2 separate regions of the Sus scrofa genome follow, and region 2 is linked to region 1. A link is a contact called in public Hi-C data. All regions are on one chromosome and are shown on one strand. Each heading gives the region's core, a stretch centred on a gene start, on an enhancer-like site or on the middle of the called end of the contact. The rest is flanking DNA. Distances are from core to core; before and after follow the strand shown. Region 1 overlaps CSAD (cysteine sulfinic acid decarboxylase). Region 2 holds the start of ITGB7 (integrin beta-7).

Region 1 (5,663 bases), core at 2,113-4,612:
GGCCACTCCATGTTTCTTAAGCACTCTCAGGCTGCAAGGAACAGGGTTACACTTGTTTAACAAACTGTTTCCTCAGGGTAGCCTCCTTTCCTTCCTGCTCTTCTTTAGAGGAGAGGGCTTGAGAAATCAGGACAGCTCTGAGAAGACTCTGGGGGTGGGGATGCAAAGATTGGCCCGAGACTTCTGCCTGAGCCATTTCACCTCTCTAGTCTCCTCCAGGCTCCCTGCCCCCTCTGTCTCCAGGGTCACCTGCCACAGTTTCCTGCCTCTGGCCCCCACTGCTCTTGGCCCTCTGCCAAACACCCCTCTGGTCCCCACTCCGGGCCCTTTGGTTCGTGGTTGGAAGCCCCTCTTCCAGCTGCCTCTCCCCTCTGCTCCTCTCCAGTCTGGGGCGAATACAGCATGTGTTTCTGCCTTACATTCTCATCTCCCCGCTTCTTCATGCCAGCTAATGATTATTCAGGAAACTTCTCTCAACCTGCTGGCCTTGACCCAAATCTTTAGGGCAAGGGTCATGAGAGTGATGTCATGGGTCATGTGACTGCTGCCTATACCTCTCTCCCTCTGCTGCCCTGGTCCTAACATTCTAGAAAGCTAATTGTGTCCCCTGCCTCCAGCTCTCTTGGACAGAAGCCTGAGCTGAAAGGTAAGCCTCTCAATCTGTGCCTTAGGTGGGCAGTGGCTGCTGGATTCCACCTGCTCAGCACAAACCGCCTTTTTTCTTTCCCACCTGTTTCTCCTGGCCCTCTCCTCGGAAGCTCTCACTTGCCCTTGTCTGCACCGTGAAGGCTGGGGCTGAGCCGCACGACTGCGCCCCTCATGGAGTTGGGGTTCTTGGCTGGTTAGGTTCAGATGGGGTCCACAGGCTGAGTGCAGAATAACTCCTGCTCTGCTCACAGACCTTATCCTGATGGCTGACTCCAAACCACTCCTCTCCCTTGATGGGGACCCCGCGGCTGCAGAAGCTTTGCTCCAGGATGTGTTTGGCATCGTGGTGGATGAGGTCATTAGGAAAGGGACCAGCGCCTCCGAGAAGGTGGGTCTTTTCTCCCTTCTCCTCCTGCCCATCAAACCCGGCTCAGAACATTCCTCCTCTATCCAGGCTTCTCCCTAGAATTCATCACTGTCTCACTGTGCCTCGGGGATTATACACTGGGTCAGACGGTGTTTATTTACCCATGTTCTGCTGTTGCTTTGAAAATTATTCCCATCTTGCTGGAAGTGCAAGTTGGTGGTGCCTTGTGTCTGTCGAGACGTGGTTTGGGCAGCCAGTCCGTGGGGTGTCTCAGGGCCCCCAGGATCTCCCGCTCCTTCTAGGTCTGCGAGTGGAAGGAGCCAGAGGAGCTGAAACAGCTGCTGGACTTGGAGCTGCGCAGCGAGGGGGAGTCACAGGAGCAGATCCTAGAGCGGTGCCGGGCTGTGATCCGCTACAGCGTGAAGACCTGTGGGTCCTGGGTCCCGGAGGGAGGAGTGTCTGGGATTCATCCTCAGCTCCACCCTGAGCCCCCTGCCCGCTTCTCCAGGTCACCCTCGTTTCTTCAACCAGCTCTTCTCAGGGTTGGATCCCCATGCCCTAGCTGGGCGCATTGTCACCGAGAGCCTCAACACCAGCCAGTGAGCCATCCCTGGGCCCCCTCTCCCACCCCACAAAGGACTTGGGTCTGCAGGGGGCACACCTGGCATGGGGAGAGAATGGGGATTGCCCCCTCTCTTTGCTGCCAATCTCTGCTGGCAGAGTCTTCACCCTCGTACCCTTTGGGCTCCCTTTCTCCAGGCTTTCTTATACCTCCGGGCTCCCGTTGTTTCTCCTCCTTCCCTGGTTCTTTGTCCTCAGCCCAGTCCTCTCTTTGGACCCTCCCCTCGCTCCCTCTCTCCCCCACTCCTCTAAGAGTCCCTCCAGTTCTCATTATCCCCTCTCCTGGCAGGTACACGTATGAAATCGCCCCCGTGTTTGTACTCATGGAAGAAGAGGTGCTGAAGAAACTCCGGGCCCTGGTGGGCTGGAGCTCTGGGGATGGGGTCTTTTGCCCTGGTATGTGACCAGGAGGGGGGGTGCCTGTCTTTGGTCTTTTCAAGTGTTCCTCCTCTCCCGCTGTTCTCTGGCTCTCAGCTGGCAGCGAGGGGCACGTCCTCTTTGTTTCTTCTCCAGCTGGGCTCGGGCCAAACCTGAGAAAAGCTGTCCAATCCCCCGTATCCTGGTGTTTGCCCAACAGTCCGTGGGATCAGCACTTCAGTGACCTGATGGGGGGTGGGGGTGGATCCTGGGATCGGCCCAGGATAAGGAGGGGTAGTCCAGGGAATCTGCAGATCCCGCTTCTGGCTTGCTGGCTTGCCATTGGTCGAGCCCTTAGAACTCATGGCCTGAGAGCCAATCACTCTGCTTCTTTGATCAGTTCTGGGTGGAGAGGTCAGGAGAGCCGCACTCCAGTTCTGACCCACTGCCCCTCCCTCTCGCTACCACCTCTTCCCTGTGACAGGTGGCTCCATCTCCAACATGTATGCTATGAACCTGGCCCGCTATCAGCGCTACCCGGATTGCAAACAGAGGGGCCTCCGGGCACTGCCACCCCTGGCCCTCTTCACATCCAAGGAGGTGAGAAGTGGCACGAGCCTTCCCGGGGCTCCTAATTCTAACCTCCACCCAGCTGAGTCTGAGACCCGTCAGGTTCTCTGCCTGCCCAGACCTACCTCTGCTGAGGCCAGCCTGCCCCCCCCCCCCCCCCGGCAGATCTGCCTCCTTCTAACCAGGGGGATGGAGGAAACACTTCCATTCACCTTGGCTTCTGTCTGGGGGTAGTGGAGGGGCAGCCAGGAACGCTTTCTACTAAGAGTATGGTTCACAGCGGTGTCTGTATAACCTGGGAGCTTGTTAGAAATTCAGATTCTTGGAGCTCCCATCAGAAATCAGCAGAAATGAATCTGACTAGCATCCATGAGGACACAGGTTCAATCCCTGGCCTTGCCCAGTGGGTTAAGGATCCGGCGTTGCCGTGAGCTGTAGTGTAGGTCGCAGACACGGCTTGGATCTGGCATTGCTGTGGCTGTGGTGTAGGCCAGCTATAGCTCCAATTCGACCCCTAGCCTGGGAACCTCCCTATGCTGTGGATGCGGCCCTAAAAAGATGCACCCCCCCAAAAAAAAGAAAAAGAAATGCAGAGTCTCGGGTCCCAGCCCAGACCTACTGAATAGGAATCTGCATTTTAACCAGACCCACCGGGGATGCGAGAACATCGGAGAAGCCCTGGTGTCCAGGATCTCGTGTATTTCACCAGTCTCTCTCCACTCCTCCCCCGGCCCTCTGCCTTCCTCCACAGTGTCATTACTCCATCAAGAAGGGAGCTGCCTTTCTGGGACTTGGCACCGACAGTGTCCGAATAGTCCAGGCAGATGAGAGGTGAAGGTCCTTCTGTCTGCGTGGCTCAGACCCAGCCTGGCTTAGCGTGCCCTCCCGCTGCCAGAGGCTCTGGCCTGGGGCCCACACCCCAGTGGACTTCTCTCCCTAGTCTGTTCCCCCAGAATTGCTGCTTCATGCCTACCAGTGCCTGCTTAGAGTCTCCGCCCTGTCCCTGAGATCTGTTTACCCCTCTTAGGGAAAAATCAACATTGTGGCCTCTGCATTGCTAAGCTCACATTACCCTGCTCTCGACAGTTCTGCCGCCTAGTCTAGAGAGTCTGTTACTTCTCTACCTACTCAGTTTTCTTTTCCAGAGGGAAAATGATCCCTGAGGATCTGGAGCAGCAGATCAGACTGGCTGAGGCTGAGGTGAGTGAGTGAAGGGGGCTGGAGCAGTGGAGCAGGACAACCCCCCCCCACCCCCGCCCCAGTCCCTTTCTTAGAGGATTCTTTGGCCTGTCCCTACTCAAGGCATCCTTTCCCCACCCCCATCTCCACAGCTGTGTCCTCCCCCACCATGGGCTGCATTGATCCCTGGGGAGGCTGGGGAGCGAGGACACTACAGTCCGAGACCCATGGGCAGGATTGAGCTCGAGGCAGCTGCAGGACCAAGTCACTGAGTGGAGTCCCAAGGAGCACTGCCCGGAGGGTGTGGGGGACCCGAAGTGTAGCGCAGGTTTCTGGGAGCTGGGAGGGCCTGTGCAGGAAGATGTGCGGGCTTGGAGCGGTGGGAAGTGTGGAGGCTCCCGGATGGCCCTCCACCCCCCACCACCAACTGGGGGACCTGGAAACCGCTACAGCCATCCTAGAGGGCATTTGGGCACAATCTGTACAATTTTTTTTTTTTTTTTTTTAATGGCTGCACCCATGGCGTATGGAAGTTCTCAAGCTAGGAGTCGAGTTGGAGCTGCAACTGCCGGCCTCCACCACAGCTCCCGGCCTACACCACAGCCACAGCAACTCAGGATCCAAGCCGCATCTGTGACCTCTGCTGCAGCTCACAGCAATGCCAGATCCTTACTGCCGTGAGTGGGCCCAGGGATAGAACCAATATCCTTAAGGACACTATGTTGGGTTCTTAACCCACTGAGCCACAACGGGAACTCCTGAACAATTGTTAAATATAGTAGATTCCTTAGACTTTTCTAGATACAATGTCATGTAATTTGAAAACAGAGATAATATTGCCTTTTCTCTTTCCAATCTGGATGCCTCTTATTTTTTTTACCTCATTGCCCTACTAGAACCTCGGCACAGGGTTGAAAAGAAATGCAGAGACTGAACAAACATCTTGTCTTGTTCCTGATCTTGGGGGAGACGCTTTCCGTCTGTCACTCTTTTTTTTTTTTTTTTTTTTTTTTTTTGTCTTTTTGCCTTTTCTAGGGCCGCTTCTGCGGCACATGGAGATTCCCAGGTTAGGGGTCGAATCGGAGCTGTAGCCACCAGCCTACGCCAGAGCCACAGCAACGCGGGGTCCGAGCCGCATCTGCAGCCTACACCACAGCTCACCGCAACGCCGGATCCCCAACCCACTGAGCAAGGCCAGGGACCAAACCTGCAACCTCATGGTTCCTAGTGGGATTCATTAACCACTGCGCCACGACAGGACCTCCCGTCTGTCACTCTTGAGTGTGATGGTAGCTATGGAGTTTTTGTAGTTGCCCTTTATCCGGTTGAGGGATTTTTAGTTTTTGAAGTGTTTTTACCATGAAGGAGTATTGGATTTTGTCGAAAGTCTTCTGTGTCTATTGAGATGATCAATAGACCGCACTGAGATGTGGGTTTTTTCCCTTTATTCTGTTGGTAAGGTTGTATCACATTAATTGATATATATATTTTTTTGTCTTTTTGTCTTTTTGCCTTTTCTAGGCTGCTCCTGCGGCATATGGAGGTTCCCAGGCTAGGGGTGGAATCCGAGCTATAGCCACTGGCCTACGCCACAGCCACAGCAATGCCAGATCCAAGCTGAGTCTGTAACCTACACCACAGTTCACGGCAACGCCAGATCCCTAACCCACTGAGCAAGGCCAGGGATTGAACCCGCAACCTCATGGTTCCTAGTCAGATTCGTTAACCACTGAGCCATGACAGGAACTCCGACATTAATTGATTTTTGGATTGTTATACCAGCTTACACTCCTGGAACAAATCCCACTTTATCATGGCATATAATTCTTTTTATATATTGCTGCAAATTTGGTTTGCTAGTGTTTTGTAGATTTTTATGTCTGTATTTATTTATAAGATATGTATATATGTATATATATAA
Region 2 (5,663 bases), core at 1,635-4,134, 47 kb before region 1:
ATGAGCTCCTTGTTTTTGCCAAAGTTTCCAGGGGTGCCTCTGTGTTCATCCCCTTCCTGCTCTGACCGGCTCCCTCTGCAGACTTGGGGGCCTGCCCTGGTCCCTCCAGGAGAGCGGTCAGGGGGCGAGCCTGGGTTTGGACTCTCAAATCGCAACACTGCCCCACAGACCCCAGGGTCCCAGGCTCCCCAGGGCAGGAGGGCGACCCTGCCATTCCACAGCCCCTCCCTCTGCCAGGTGCTTAGGCCTCTGGGAGCAAACAGGAACACTAGACACCAAAAGGGAGCGGGGGCTGGGGGGGGGCTGAGCCCACCCTCTTGCCCTTGGTGCCTAATGCTGCATAAGGCACCTGCCAGGTGCATGCTGCCCGCTATGCCCCATCCTCGTGCCAGTCAGGGTGGGGCGGGCCGGGCCCTGCGTGTCTGTGGGGGCGGGGGGTAGGGGTGCAGAGGGTGAAGGGACCGATGCAGGTCCGTTCTGCACCTCTTTGCTTGGGCCCGGCCTTTACCGTTACAAGCCCCTACCCCAGTCCTGTCATGTGCCTTGGGCTCCCCCTGCCCCCCATCTCAGCCATGGGGCAGGGACCCTCCTACACTACAGAGGGGCCAGGGGAATCCCTCTCCCCCTAGTGCCTTCCCCCTTGACCCCAGAGCAGCTTGGTCCAGGGAGAGGGGGGTGGGCACTGCTTAGCTGATCCCGCCCTGACCCAGAGGAAGCCTCTATTTATTTATTAGCTTTTGTTTACACCCTGGAATTGACCCCTTCCTCCGGGGGTCTTGGGAGGGGGAGCCCAGGGCCCCTGTGACCCCTCCCTTCTCCCTCCAGTCCCCAGTTTGTATTTAGCTGCCAAATAAGAGTCCCACTGGCTCCCCTTTTTTCTCTGGGGGGTCAGGGTGCTGTCCCCTCCCCTCTGTTTACATCTCCCCCCTTCACCGCGCTGTATCGCATATTGCTGAGTTTTCTATTTTTGCAAAATAAAGTGATGGAAACTCACGGGCTGTGGCTCCCTCTAGGAAGAAGCAGGGGAAATGGCCCGCCGACCCGGAGAGGGACTGGCGAGGAGGGTGGATTCTGCAGCTTTCTTAGGGGAACTAAGGAAACAGAATGCAACCTATCAGGTGGGGGAAAGGGAGCCTCTGGTTGTGCATAAGTGCAGTGGGTATCTGCTCTTCTCTGGGGGCGGCGGGGAGGCTGGGGATGCCATTGAAATTTCATTTGATTTCCATGAGGTGTCCCCCTGACCCCCCCGGGCCCCAGAAGAAAAGAACCCCAGCATGCATCTGAGTTACAGTGTTTCTGTTTTATGCCAATAGCTCAGGCTGTGAGCCACTCACTCTGTGACCCCACTTTCACCTTCTGAAAAGGCCCCACCCTTCTCCCCATGACACCCCCCCTGTTACCTTTGGTCCTAATAGCTCTCCTTGCCCTGCATGCCTTAACCTCTGCAACACCCCAGTGTCAGCCCCACTGCCTTTGGCCTCTGCCCCTGTGCCCCTGGACTTGCCCCCTGTGACTCCCATCAGCATCTATCCCACCCCGCCCACCTTCCTCCCTGGGACAGTGGCCTACCTGCCCTCGGCTGTCTTCACCGGCTGTCTTCACCGGTGACCTGTGCCTGTGGGGGAGGGAGGTGGAGGATGTGGGAGAAGGGGAGGAGTGGGAAAAGCAGAAGAAGAAAGTGAAAGAAGCTCTAGAGGAAACCACAGGGCCTATGGGGAAGGAGGGGTCATTGCCATGGCAACCTTGCTTGTGGGGGAAGGGCAGAGGTCTCAGAGCCAGAGGCCTGGCTGAAGCCCACCCAGAGAAAGGACCCCCTTCTCTCCAGGGGCTCCTCCAGCAGCTACCCTCCTACACCCCATATGATGGGCCCTGAACACCTGCTGGGGGACAGGGCGCCGTGGCCTCTTAGCAGGGAAGACAGACCTGTGGACACAGCCATCACATCCAGTTCCTTTCCAAAACTCCCTGTGGTCAAGTGTGGGCCTCAACCCCTTGGCCCTGTGGGCCTTCTCCCTGACCCACTCCAGCTGCCAGACCGGTGCTCAGCTTCAGCCAGTTTGCCGCCTCCACCCCTGTCTTGGGGTCCACTACCGTTCTGGCTCCTTGGCTCCCCAATCGCGTTCTCTGAGCCTGGCCCTGGGCCTGTCTCTCCAACTTTCCAGTTGTCTGGACCTTGATTCCCTCAAAGCCTCCCGCCCCCATTACTTCTCGTCCACCGACTGACTTATTGAACCCTTCGTAAGTGCCACGTTCTCCTCTAAGCAATCAGTACAAATTCCCTCATTTACTTCTCACAACCATCCTATGAGTGCCACTTGACCGATGAGAAAAGAGCCACAGGCACAGTAAGCAACTGACTAGGTCCCCACTACCCATGAGTAACAGAGCCAGGATTGGAACTTGGGGCCTTTGGCCCCAGAGCCCACAGAGCTGAGCACCCGTTGCAAGACAGTGGTTTTCAGAATGAACAATAGTCGCTAACCTCCCGCCACAGGACTTCTTGCCTCCAAATTTTTTCTTCCTTATCACGGTCCTATATGAGGAAGTGGAGATACTATCAATTTGGGAGGCAGGCAGACCTCGATTTAAATCCAGACCAGCTAATTGCTGCCTATGTGACCTTGGGCAAAATTCTTCGTATTGCTAAACCTCTACGTCTGTAAAATCAGGGGGCTGCGAGGAGGTTCACACCTATGTCCGAAAATTGTTGTGACGATTAATTCTAACATTTCGATGCACCTGGCACATAACAGGGGCTCCGCAGATGAGCTTCCTTGCTTCCTTCTTCCAGACACCTGTATCTTCAACTCCCTCGGCCCAGTTTCACCCTTATCTGCTCCACCTTCTAGATCAGTCACCCCCACCACCCTCCAGTCTCCCCCACCCGGGGCGTGTCACTTCCTCCTCTGCAGCCTCCCAGATCAGTACACAAAGGCTGCCGCTACCACCGGAGGAAGGGCTGCTCCTCATCCACCTGTGAGTACCAGGGCCTAAGCCCTCCTGCCTCCTCTCCTTCCCAGCCAGGCCCCACCTGGTCCCACCCTCCTGGGAAGAGGGCTCTCACCTGAAGACACTCCGTTGAGTCTGGAGAAAGCCTCTGAAGTCCTTTCTGCATCCCAAGATCTCCTGTCTCTGTTCCTTCCTCAGAAGCACTCCCCCTCCCGCGCCTCCCCCCAGCCTCTGCTCCCCCCTCCCATCTCTTTTACATTCGTTTCCCACTGGAGAGAGGAAAAGGAGGAAGGGGATGCCTGAGTGCTAGCATTTGCCTGCTGCCCAGCATTTGCCTGCTGCCCCGGTGCCAAGGATTACAAGGTAAGGGTCTCCCAATATTACTCCCCAGCTGCCTATTGCCTGGTGCTTGGCTCAGACCTCCATTCCGTCGGCACCTTGGTCACAGAGCCCACACTCCTGGGAGACCGTGGCTCAGAGGCTTGGTTCTGCCCCCTCCTTGTGATTCTGGGTGGGCAGCAGAGGATGCCGTCTGACTTGAAAGATCTGGATGGGTCCGGAAGACATTCTGTTTCTCAGCAGCTGAGGGGGCTTTAGGGTGTGTACTGAAGTCAGAATGAAGTCCAGGAAAATTGTCAACCCCAGAGGGAGGGAAGGAAAAACTGGCCAAGACCTCGAGGAAGGAGAAAGGCGAGGAGCTAGAGCCCACAGGGGCTGGTGGGGAGAAGGCACAATTTTCCATGAAGATGGTGCCTGGGTTGGATGGGGAGGAAAGCAGCCAAGCAAGAGGTCTGGCCTATGTCAGTCCCTGCTCAGCTCAAGGTCACTGGAGGACCTTGGACAAGTCACTTACCCACTCTGGGTTTCCCGTTGCAAAAAAAGGGGGGTTGAAAGAGAAGGTTCTGCCATTCTATGGCTAGGATCAGAGGGGAAAAGGAAGAAAAACAAAGAACTCAAGTTCCCGTCATGGCTCTGTGGTTAACGAATCTGACTCGGAACCATGAGATGGCAGGTTCGATCCCTGGCCTCGCTCAGTGGGTTAAGGATCCAGCATTGCTGTGAGCTGTGGTGTAGGTTGCAGACGCAGCTCGGATCTGGCGTTTTTGCTGTGGCTCTGGTGTAGGCCGGTGGCTAAAGCTCCAATTAGACCCCTAGCCTAGGAACCTCCATATGCCTTGGGTGCGGCCCTAGAAAAGACAGAAAGACCAAAAAAAAAAAAAAAAAAAAAAACCAAAAAAAACAAAAACACACACACACACACAGCAACAACAAAAAAGTAAAACAAAGAACTGTGAATAAATGGAGAAGAGGCCAAGGGATGTAATCAGATTTTTTAAGAGGAAGAAGAGACAGAGACAGAGAAAGACAGATTGAAGATTAAAAGAAATTGCTGGCAGGTCAGGTATCCCAAGAAGGGGAGAAGGGGTTAGGGGAGGAGGGTCCAAGGGACCCCTTTAGGGGAGATGAGCCACTCCTTTGCTCTCCTTGGGACTGTTCTATCCTGGGGAACCAGGGTGGCCCGGAGCCCCACCTATGAGAGATGAGTCCAAGCTGGGCTTTGTGCTGCAGCATCCCCAGCCTCCCCACCACAGGCGTGCAGAGTGAGTGGGGCTTGAGGTTACACCAAGGCTGGGCCCTGGGCCGCCTCTCATTGGAGGGTGGAGGCTTTGTTAATTATATATCTACTCCCTCCGCCTGAGGCCGCAGGTGGTGGGGAGCAGGATGGGGGTGGTCAGAGGCTTGGTACTCCACCCTTCCCCACACTCCGCACAGAGCATCTGGTACTGCGTCTCAGCCCAGATGCTCCCGACAAGGAGTGAGCTGGTCTTTCAAATTCACCGCCGCTGGAGATGTGAACTGGCACAGACCCTCAGGGGGTTATGTAGGCACCACATGCCGATATTATAAATGATACCTATTGAGTAACTCTGCACATCCTTTTCCAGGGCTTTACCCTACAACCTGCATGCATGAGAAATGATAAATACATGATTTTTATTGTTTACAATTGTGAACAAATTAGAAACGACGTAAATTCCCACCATGAGAGACTAAGTACATCCATGCAATGGAAATGTGGCTGTAAAGATGAACAAGGGTGTTCCTCATTTTCATTTTCTTCGGTAGCAGGAACTTCCAAGAAAAGAAGCAGTTAAAGCAAGTAAAACGTTAAAAAAAAAAAAAAAAAAAAAAAAGGCGGGAGTTCATGGTGCAGCAGCAATGCATCTGACTAGGAACCATGAGGTTACAGGTTCCATCCCTGGCCTCATCTCAGTGGGTTAAGGATCCAGTGTTGCTGTGAGCTGTGGTGTAGGTGGCAGACGTGGCTTGGATCCGGCGTTGCTGGGGCTGTGGTGTAGACCGGCAACTGTAGCTCCGATTAGACCCCTAGCCTGGGAACCTTCACGTGCCACAAGTGCAGCCCTAAAAAAAAAAAAAAAAAAAAAAAAAAGACATAATACTGGATATTAAGTATTCTATCACTTGTAGAATTCTATCATTTGAAGAGAATATATATGTTCTTTTTTATTTTTTTTGGCCTTACCCACAGCATGTGGAAGTTCCCCAGTGGGGGATCAAGCCCTCGCCACAGCAGGGATAATGCCAGATCCTTAACCTGCTGAGCCACCAGGGAAGTCCAGGATATAAGTGTTCATATTAGTTTGTATGTGCACTAAAAATCTCTAGAAAGATCCTAAGCAATAGAAGATAAT

What was found. Hi-C and Micro-C count contacts between places; a contact is called where the count stands out from the background.
Region 2: a Hi-C map of liver shows a contact between it and region 1, with 2.0 times the contacts expected there. The contact joins the promoter of ITGB7 here to the enhancer-like site in region 1. A contact is called at or near these places in 2 of 5 promoter capture datasets (fetal liver and liver), 18 of 47 Hi-C or Micro-C datasets (alveolar macrophages, blood, embryonic fibroblasts and 10 more) and 2 of 2 datasets of contacts at active chromatin or transcription factors (alveolar macrophages and skeletal muscle).

The regions. Positions count from the first base shown.
Region 1 is chr5:18,384,695-18,390,357 of Sscrofa11.1, reverse strand. CSAD (cysteine sulfinic acid decarboxylase) reads left to right here. Exons shown (of 17, transcript XM_021091702.1): 4 at 900-1,036; 5 at 1,318-1,444; 6 at 1,524-1,614; 7 at 1,926-2,032; 8 at 2,478-2,593; 9 at 3,315-3,394; 10 at 3,709-3,763. Among named protein-coding and RNA genes, the nearest start is that of ZNF740, 21 kb to the left of the region's middle. Within about 2 kb of position 3,362, at least 5 of the 83 cell types and tissues checked have an H3K27ac peak or open chromatin away from gene starts, as enhancers often do. A contact at or near this core is called in fetal liver, liver and skeletal muscle, where this site is marked.
Region 2 is chr5:18,431,597-18,437,259 of Sscrofa11.1, reverse strand. ITGB7 (integrin beta-7) reads left to right here and starts at 2,884. Exons shown (of 16, transcript XM_003355416.5): 1 at 2,884-2,976; 2 at 3,148-3,312. It overlaps RARG (a long non-coding RNA gene), which reads left to right. Exons shown (of 9, transcript XR_002343956.1): 9 at 1-993.